2 separate regions of the Mus musculus genome follow, and region 2 is linked to region 1. The links are chromatin contacts, called in public Hi-C maps. All regions are on one chromosome and are shown on one strand. Each heading gives the region's core, a stretch centred on a gene start, on an enhancer-like site or on the middle of the called end of the contact. The rest is flanking DNA. Distances are from core to core; before and after follow the strand shown.

The links. Hi-C and Micro-C count contacts between places; a contact is called where the count stands out from the background.
Region 2: a contact with region 1 is called in a Hi-C map of liver, with 2.4 times the contacts expected there. The contact joins two enhancer-like sites. A contact is called at or near these places in 20 of 484 Hi-C or Micro-C datasets (the Ba/F3 cell line, the N1E-115 cell line, Sertoli cells and 9 more), 4 of 115 datasets of contacts at active chromatin or transcription factors (bone marrow-derived dendritic cells and embryonic stem cells) and 1 of 9 other capture datasets (embryonic stem cells).

What each region holds. Positions count from the first base shown.
Region 1 is chr2:166,087,902-166,093,087 of GRCm38.p6, reverse strand. Sulf2 (sulfatase 2) reads left to right here. Exons shown (of 21, transcript NM_028072.5): 6 at 3,740-3,890. Among named protein-coding and RNA genes, the nearest start is that of Gm52534, 30 kb to the left of the region's middle. Within about 2 kb of position 1,272, at least 24 of the 459 cell types and tissues checked have an H3K27ac peak or open chromatin away from gene starts, as enhancers often do. A contact at or near this core is called in liver, where this site is marked.
Region 2 is chr2:166,243,473-166,248,451 of GRCm38.p6, reverse strand. No RefSeq gene overlaps it. Among named protein-coding and RNA genes, the nearest start is that of Gm11468, 28 kb to the left of the region's middle. Within about 2 kb of position 1,876, at least 18 of the 459 cell types and tissues checked have an H3K27ac peak or open chromatin away from gene starts, as enhancers often do. A contact at or near this core is called in liver, where this site is marked.

The DNA of each region.
Region 1 (5,186 bases), core at 23-2,522:
CTGGCAGATGCCTTCTGGCTGGGATTCATCTCCTCCCACTCAGAAGCTCAGCATATCCCCTGTGAGCCTGTGTTTATGTCCGACGGAGCCTGTACAAAGTGTCTGAGAGGGGGAACTTAGGAGAGATTGACTTTTGTTCCCAGTTCAAGGATCCAGCCCATGATGGCTGGGAGGGCATGGTGGCCAGAGCAGGAGGCAGCTGGTCACATTGCATCTGCAGTCAGGACACAGAGATGAATGCTGACACTTTTATCCATCTGTCCGGGACCCTAGTCTATGGGGTGGTATTTCCCACATCCGGGCAGGTTCCTACCTCTTGAACCACCCTCACAGTCCTTAGGTGACGGCAAGTCCAGCCTGGGTGCCAACAAACACCATCACAGGGTCCACGGCTACACCAGCTACTGGCCGTGGAAAACCTCAGATCTTCATGGTGACCCTGGTGTACCAGTTCTCTGTTGCCACATAGCAAGTGACTCCAAAGTTTAACACCATTGAACAAACAGCAAACACACATCAGCTCATGACCCTGTGCTAGGAGCCTGGGTCAGTGAGCTGACGTCCTGACCCCGATCTTACTTCTAGCTGTATGGGCCTCTCCATCTTCAATCCAGAAAGAGAAAGAGGCAAAGATGGAAGCAACCATCCCATCTCCCTGCACAGGGCACACACCTCACTGTGCCATCAGAGAAGCCTGCATAGGAGTGTGAAGATCAAAAGAGGGTCATTAAGGCCACCTTTGATGCTGTCTCACTTAGTGTCCCCATTTTACAGACGAGGAAACACAGAGGTCACCCAGCTTCGATACCACAGAACCTGGATTCAAACCCAGCCCCCACCCAGGCTTCCCACCTCACCGCCACCCCGTTAGCTAGTACAGCTTTCTAGAAGATATTCTGGCTTTTCTCGGCCTCAGACTATACCTCAGGCTCAGCAGTGACACTCAGCAGCCCTTGCTGTGACATTCTGGGGTAGCAAGGACAGGGTAATTTGGACTCCTCCTTAATATCCAGGGTGTTTAATTTTCATTACGGTCAGAATGCGCCACCCTCCCCTCCCCCGGCTCAGCTCTAATGACTTCCTGACAGTGTGCCACCCTTGGAGGGATTACAGGGTATGTTAGCCTTCTGACCCCTGGACTTCTGGGAGGAGCAGACAGGAGATAATGAACCACATTTGGGGAGCAGTGGGCTACCCTCACCCTGAGAGCCCCATAGAGTGTCTGTCTGCCTGGCTGCCCTCACCCATTGCCCTCTACCCTCCTTCCCAGAGAGAGAGGCCAACAGTGCTCCATCCTGGGCCAAGTTCCTACCAGAGGGGTGTGACATGTGACACTGCCTGCTCCTGTACTGTCCCTTTGAAATGAAATTACAGACTCTGACAATGAATAGCAAGGGGCTTGCTTGTCCAGAGACTCTCCAGGCCACTATGGTGGCTCTGGGAGGCTCCTGCCCCTGGAAGACAGTGGCTCCTAACAGTTCTGCAGGATGGTAGCTGGTCCAGGAGAGGAAAATGGTGGCGTGCAGGGCCTTCTGGTAGGCATCTCTCCCTCACCAAGCCAGCCTGATCCATGCCCCTGGAGCAGACTTTTCGTGCTGTAACAAACATTACTGAGCTCATGACAGCCCTGCTCACTTCCCTCTGTCCTCCCAGTATGCCACACCCATGCAGACACGCTTTCAGATGCTGAAATATAGACGCGTAGGAACGTGGGGCACATAGCACATATACACAAACATACATGTTCAGACACATGCATGGGCACGTATAGATCCATGTACATGGCACATATATAGAGACACACCATACACATGCAGATAAATACAACAGTCACAAAAGAACTCACACAGAGACAAACACAGGTAAACGCAGTCAGACACACACCACCAAAACAACCACATGCACACACAAACACACAAGCACAAAGATACACAGAGCCATACATGACTAGGTGAACATACAGCTACAAAAGCTCACAGACCCGCACAGACATGTGCACATACACCTGGCAGCCCTCAGCACTTCTTCCAGCATGTGATATCTGGGAGCAAGACCTCCCAAGACCTGTGAAGACAGGGGCTGTGATGACATCACAGCCTGCTACTCTGAGGCTCATGGTATAAGGGGTCCCACTGGACGATATGAAGGAGGTCACCTCTGTGCATCACCTCGGGTAAGGAAAAGGGGTGGCCAACTGAAGGATCTTTGGGGACACCCAGACACTCTTCAGGTATTTGAGGAGCCCAGCCTGGGCCAGGTGACTAGCTGGCTGGCCCAGGTCCTGAGTTAGGACGCAGCTCTCTAGCTTCTGATTCCATAGTCTCCCAGAGTGAAAGGCTGACAGGAGTCACTCACTGGCTCCCATGGTCACCCTCCACACAAGAGCCTGCCAGACAGGCCTCCTAGTGAAGTCAAGGATAGCTATTGTATCCTGGTGTCTAAGCTGGGTCACAGGGAGTGACTTCCTCATAGTCCAGAAGACAGTGTGGCTCCACCACTACACAGGCAGCCCCGGCAGCCCCTTCTAGCTCCCTGAGACAAGGAGGCATGCTTCCAAGAATGTTCTACACACAGGTCATGCCCTAGGCCAGCCGCAAGGGACACGGGCATTTCTCATAATCAAAGACCATGTGTGCAGGGAGGGATTTAGCAGCAGGAAGCGGCCCAGAGCTGGGGAGCCTTGAGGCCCTGGCTTCCCCACAAGCACACAGTAGCAGTTTCCTAACTGTTGGACTGCTGCAAGCTACCATGGTGCCATCTCTGTACAAGACCTTTTGACATGTGACAGAGTACCGAGGTCCCTAGGTAGGGCCAGTGCCCAAGCTGGTACCAGGGAGAGCACTGGCTGTTCTGACAAGAAAACCCGCCCCTCCTCTGCCTCACACAGCCTCCCATCCCCCTCCTGACTCCACTCTGATTAGCCTGTCTGTCTCGAGCAAGAAACAACTCAACTGTTGGCTGTAATTTCAGCTTACTGGGGTAGGGGGTGGAACCTGAGGGGACTGGGTGCTCACATTTTGAGACCCAGTGGATGGCAGAGTGATGCCCTCTTCCGGTGGGTTAGGTTCAGATTTACAGTTTGTGTTTTTTTGTTTTGTTTTGGTTTTTGTTTTGTTTTGTTTTGTTTTGTTTTTTGTTTTTGTTTTCCCCAGAGAAGGTGTCCCTCTCTGTTCAAGCAAGCCTTGAACTCCTGATCTTCCCCACTTAGTTCAAAGAGCGACCCAATCACAACTGGAAGAATAATTGTGACAAAGAATCAAAAAACATGTCTTGTGTCCCAAAGGTGGACATTCTTGGAATGCGTGGGCCCTGCAGGCACAACTGTGACATACTTAATTTTTACACCTATTTCTTGCTGTCTCAAACCAAGACTTAATGCAAAGAGCTCACCTACCTGTAATCCTCCCTTTACCAGAGTGACAGCCACCTGTGTGCTCCAGGGCTGAGAAGTCAATAGATGCAATGCAGGGGTGGGAAGTGGACCTCCAGTTCTGGGCCTGAGAAGGCTCTCAACTGGAGCCTCTTTGAAAGGGTTGATAAATGAATACCAGAAAGTTTTCAAAGGAAGACTCATGCCAAGCTGCTGGCTTTCTGCACTTGGGGGAATTCATGTCCATTTAAGGCTCTGCCACCTCCTGAAGGTGGCTCCCTCCCATTTACACCTTAGACCAGTCCACTTGCCCCCAACTGGAGTGAGCTGTTCACGGCACTTGTCTTGACTGCCTTTGTTTGCCACCAGCACACCGAGTTACAACTATGCACCCAACCCAGACAAGCATTGGATCATGCGCTACACGGGACCCATGAAGCCCATTCACATGGAATTCACCAACATGCTACAACGAAAACGCCTACAGACCCTCATGTCTGTGGATGACTCCATGGAGACGGTAGGCTCCGCCCCTGCCCCGCCCCCTGGCAAGCCTCTGACCTAATCTGAAAATCTAAGTCAAAGAGCCAAACACTATGCCAACTTGGGAAAGGGGCTTGGAGCAATCCAGAGGGAAGGCTTTTGACTCCTGAAATTTTCCCATGAGTCTTTGCTGCTTGATGAAACCACAGTCTTTGCTGCTTGATGAAACCACAGCTGCTTTTCTTTCTTAAAAAAAAAAAGAAAGAGGGGGCTGATGAGATGGCTTATCGGTTAAGAGCACTGACTGCTCTTCTGGAGGTCCTGAGTTCAAATCCCAGCAACCACATGGTGGCTCACAACCACCCGTAATGAGATCTGAAGACAGCTACAGTACACTTACATATAATAAATAAATAATATCTTTAAAAGAAAGAAAGAAAGAAAGAAAGAAAGAAAGAAAGAAAGAAAGAAAGAAAGAAAGAAAGAAAGAAAGTCAGGCGTGGTGGCGCATGCCTTTAGTCCCAGCACTTGGGAGGCAGAGGCAGGCAGATTTCTGAGTTCGAGGCCAGCCTGGTCTACAGAGTGAGTTCCAGGACAGCCAGGGCTACATAGAGAAACCCTGTCTCTAAAACCAAAAAGAAAGAGAGAGAGAGAGAGAGAGAGAGAGAGAGAGAGAGAGGGGAAGGAAGGAAGGAAGGAAGGAAGGAAGGAAGGAAGGAAGGAAGGAAGGAAGGAAGGAAGGAAGGAAGGGACTAGAGTCTCATTCTGTATAACCCAGGAAGGTGTAGAACTCATTAAGTAACTAAACTGGCCTCTAACCCATGAGGAGTCTCCTGTCTCGGCCTCCTGAGTTCTAGAATTACATACAAAAGCTACCATGCTTGGCTGCTTTTATTTCTTAAAAAAAAACAAAAACAAAAACAAAAAAACAAACAAACAACAATATCAAAAACCCACTTAAAAGTTCAGTAGCTTTATTGAGCTATAACTCATACACTCAGTTAAAGTATACAACACAATGGGGTTTTTTGTTTTGTTTTTAAGACAGTCTCCTGTAGCCCAAACTGGCCTAGCACTCACCTCCTGCCTTCACCTCCCACATTCTAAGATTCCGGATGTGTGCCTCGTGCACGGCCCTCACTGACTTGCATTCACTCAGAGTTCTGCAACCATTACCACTGTCAAGTTAGAACATTTTCATCCCTCCAGGGGGATTAAACACCTTCCCTTAGCTGTCACCCCGTCTCTGCAGGTACTAAGGTCTTCCTGTCGTCACTCTGGACATTTCATGCAAATGGATCATAAAAATGTGGCCTTTGGGGACTGCCTTTTT
Region 2 (4,979 bases), core at 627-3,126, 150 kb before region 1:
AGAATAGGAGGAGTGGAACACTGGGTGGGTTCCCAGAGTAACTTTGCCGCCCAGAATGACTTTGCAGGCAAGGTAGGAGAAGCTGGGAAGCAATCTGGGTTGTGAGGTCATGGGGTTGTGGGGTCAGAGGCTGTAGAGAGAGAATGGCAGGGCACCATTTTGAGATGGATAGGGACAGTTGAGCTTGAGACCAGCATGGCTGTGGACCAGTGGTGCAAGATAGTGTGTATGTGGGGGCGGGGGGGGGGTGACACCTGAGAGGTAACAGGTGATGACAAAGAGCAGAAGACAAACGTTTAGACTCGTGAGGACTTGACTAATAGGAGCCTTGAGACTAAGCAGGGACAGAACATAGTCTGGTCACTTTAACAGGACTAACTTTCTGAGAACAGGTTGGGTGTGCAGCAAAGCCTAGTCTGGAAGACCAGCCGTGGGACCAGAGGCCTGAGCCAGCCGGTGGGTGGAAAAGAAGAGGGGTCTGGTGCTGCCATCCCTGCAGGACTTGCTAAGCAGTGAAGTCAAAAGGGAGAAAGGCTTGGGGGATGTTGCTGCCTGGACAGTGTGGAAGGGGCGTGCATGGGCACAGGAAGATGGGCAGGATGGGATGTAACAGTTCTGGCTCATTGTGGACAGGGTGTTTGAGAGTTTACAGTTCCACAGGCCGTTGCAGCTGACTGCTTTTTGGATCTGTATAAGTGAAAATGTGTGGGCCACATATCATAATGCTGGACCAGAATGCCATCAAAGGGACTGTTCTGTCTCTCTTGACCTGGCATGCCTCTTGCTGTTCCTAGTCTGTGGGTGTGCCACTTATTAACAGGCTACCCTCACGCAACGGGACAGACCCTCACAGGCAGAAGGTGAGTCTCCAAGCTGGAGCTTTCTTCTCAGCCATGGCTTTGAAGGCCTGTGTTGGTGTGTCTGGTTAAAACCACAGTGAGAGCTGGCAAGGGAGCCCATTGGGTAGGAAGCTTGCTGCCTAGCCTGGAAACTGAGATCAACTCGTGGGGCTCAGCCAATGGAAAGAGAAAACCGACTCTCTCTGACCTCCTGTCACATTCATACATGTGCACATGCATGCATGTGTGTGTGTGTGTATAAAATTAATTTTTAAAAATGAAAAGTATTAAGCCTCTCTGTGGAGAAACTCTCACTGCAGCAGAGCTTCTGCAGACTAAGCAGACGCCCTCCATGACCCCTCCTCCCCCACTAGGCTCGCCTGCCCTGGGCCGCTACCCTGTAGGGTCTCATCTTCTACTCTTGGTCCTTCTCCCAGCTTGCCTTGTCTCTTCCCTACTTTTCTTCCTCATCCTGTATAGAGACCTACCTTTCCAGATCCCAAACCACCTAAACCAACCCCTCCCCTTCAGTCCCCAATGGCACTTCTGATGTACGCTCCAAGCCCCAATGCAGTCTAGTCTCCTAAACAGATCTTGTCCTCCTTCCGGCTTCACCACTGCTCTGGCCACGCCCCCTCCCTCCTGGTGCGTTGGTGCAGTCTCAGTGAATCGAGAAAGGGTCAGGTGGTTTTCCTGAGCAGATGCAGGCTCTGTGTTGTATCTGTCTGTAGTTCCATCTGCAAGCCGGGTCTATCGAGCTGTGAGGTGTGTTATCGGGTAATGTCCCTTCAATGATTTGGGGACTAGCACCTTCGCTGACCCAGGTAAGGAATGGCAGACAAATCCTTGTTCCGGTCACAGTCACAGCTGCTCCTGACCCACATCTGCCATGGGTATTAATGCACCTGACGTTTTATTTCGATGAAGGAGCGTAAAATTCCAGTCCCTTTGCTGTGAAATCAATATTGTACAACCTGAACAGAGTCCACAGCCTTGCCTGTGGGAAACTGCAAAGTATGGAATGGGAGATCAATATGCACGCATGCGTGCCAGAGACCTGTGAGCGCAGAGCAAGGTCCCTGGGAGCCATGCCGTGTGTGTGTGTGTGTGTGTGTGTGTGTGTGTGTGTGTGTGTGTGTGTGGTGTGTGTGTGTGTGTCTGTGTGTGTGGTGTGTGTGTGTGTGTGTGTGTGTGTGTGTAACATATTCAGATGCAATTTTAGACACACATAGATTGTCCAAAAGCCTCTTGGGCCATGGGTCCAGCTGCTGCTCTGGCCTGTGGGATGCACTCTGAACCCCCAACACCTATTGCTCCCCATCTACACATCCGACATCACACAGTCCACAGCCGTGTCTTGGCACTCTCTGGCTCAGACCGTGGCTCCTGCTGCCCCTGCAGGGATCCAGTCCCACCCAGTCCCACCCTCACGCCCTCATCACACCATCTCTGCTGAAATCCCAGGTGGCTTCCCTGACTTGTCATCTGCCCCCAGATCCTCATGGCTTACGTTTGGGTCACCCCACAGATACTCTGCTCTGGGCACTGAGCTAGGAGCCCGGTAGGGGGTTAGTGGACATTTGTTGAAGGAATCGGTATGTATGTGTCTTGCCTGATGGTTAATGGCATAGAAATGGCCTTGGGCAGTGCCCCCACCCATCCAGCAGAGACTTGACTCAGCTGCTGGTTCAGGTTTCACTACAGGGGGATACACTTGTATAAGAAAAACTAATTTCAGCTAAGTCAGTGTCACGCAAAAACTGTTTCACAACAAAGGGACAGAATTTTCCTTTCCCTGGATTGCAATAAAACAACTCTTAGTCAACTAAAATAGTCACAGCAGAAACCGCCCAGGTCCTGCACACACTGTGCTCGTTCGGCCCCCAGATTGCTGGGCCTCCTGCCTCCTTGTACCCTCAAGACAACACAGCAAAATTGGGGGAAGAGCGTCAGGATTCCTCCCATTTGACTGGAGATGACAGCTGAGTGACATCCCTGCCTTGGGCACCTGTGGGAGGATGGCAGGCAACCATTCACCTGGTCCTGCTCCACCTCCCTACCCAGCAGTCCCCAGGGCTGACCCCACCCCCAGAGGTGCTGCCCTGTGTAGGCAGGTGGGTGGACTGCAGCACTCGCCATCGCCATCGTGTGAGGGCTGACCTGGGAGAGGAGGCAGGAAACACGAGATCATCCTGCCTGGTCTGGAGGCCTGGAGGCTTCAAAGGGCTGTTTACAGAGTTCTGTCCTCTATGGCCATCTGCCACCTGCTTCTGGCTCGGGTGTCACACAACATGACCGGTCGATTACAGCCCAGGTCCCCCAGACTGTCTCTGTAGATCTGCACCTTCCCAAAGCCAACCTGGCCTTTATGTCTGGATGCTACGATTAGACCTCCAAGGTATTCTGAAGTCATGCTGTGTCCAGCACCTAAGGTGACCCATGGGACAGGGAGGCTCTGAGGAAATTCTGGAGGCCGAGGGGGAGGTGAGGCTGGCATCCTCCCACCAGCTGCTCACAGAACACAAGAGAGATCGGCTGTGAGGAGACATCCTGGGCTTCTCAGGGAGAGCAGAGTTCAGTCCCTGCCCAAAGTGTTCCCACCCCACAGTGTTCCCATCCCACACTGTCCCTAACCCACAGTGTTTCCACCCTATGGTGCTCCCACCCCACAGTAATACCACCCCACAGTGCTTCCACCCTTTAGTGCTCCTACCCCCATGGTGCTCCCACTCCACGGTGTTCATACCCCACAGTGCTCCTTCCCCAGTGTTCCCACCTCACAGTGTTCCCACCCCACAGTGCTCCCACCTCACAGTGTTCCCACCCCACAGTGCTCCCACCTCACAGTGTTCCCACCCCACAGTGCTCCCACCTCACAGTGTTACCATCCTACAGTGCTTCCACCCCAGTGTCACCACCTCACAGTGCTCCCACCCATCAGTGTTCATACTCCACACTGCTCCCACTCCACAGTGCTCCTATCCCTCAGTGCTCCCACCTCACAGTGTTCCCATCTCACAGGGTTACTACCCTACAGTGTTACCACCCCACAGTGCTTCCACTCCAAGGTGTTCATACCACACAGTGCTCCTACCCTACGGTGCCCCTACCTCACAGTGTTCCCATTCTGCAGTGTTACTGTCCCACAGTGTTACCATCCCCACAGTGCTCCCACCCTACAGTGCTCCTACTCCATGGTGCTCCCACCTCACAGTGTTCCCACCCCACAGTGCTCCCACCTCACAGTGTTACCACCCCACAGTGCTCCCAACCCAGTGTCACCACCTTACAGTGCTCCCACCCATCAGTGTTCATATTCCACATTGCTCCCACTCCACAGTGCTCCTACCTCACAGTGTTCCCATCTCACAGGGTGACTACCCTACAATGTTCCCACCCCATAGTTCTCCTGCCTCACAGTGTTATCACACCAGTGTTCCCACCCCACAGTGCTTCCACTCCAAGGTGTTCATACCACACAGTGCTCCTACCCCACGGTGCTCCCACCTCACAGTGTTCCCACCCTACAGTGCTCCCACCTCACAGTGCTCCCACCCCTCAGTGTTTCCTCCCCACAGTGTTCCCACCCCACAATGCCCCTATCCCACAGTGAAGATGGGTAGATAAACCATCCTTTAAGAAACCCTGTCTCCCCAGCAGCAGAGCCTGCTTGCTAGTTCAACTCCAGTTTTGGGTCCCCTGGAGTTATGGCTTTTCTCTGTTAAAGTAGAGGACTTTTTTGGAAATTCTATTTACTTGTCCCACCACCTTCAAAGCAAGTTGTCAAACACATGGATCATGACAAGAGTGGGCACGGAGCAGAGCTCACTAACACACATCTGGCCTCTGACCTCTGACCCTCCCTTTGGCTGTCCCACCCCCCAGAGTCCTGTTCTGGGTTCTCTCTCGTGATTTCTCTCCCCACCAAGACAAGGAGCCGCAGGAACTGATGTGCATCCTCCTGGCCCCAGAGCCCAGCCATGTGAGGCGCATCCGCGGTGGAATTTTCTAGTGTGGGGGTCTGTCCAAGGCTGAGCTGGCCTGGCTTAGGGTTCCCACCCAGGGAAACAGTCTGTCTTCAGTGGCACCCGGTAGCATCCCTTCCCAGGTGATAGCAAACACTGCAGGCCTGGGTTACTC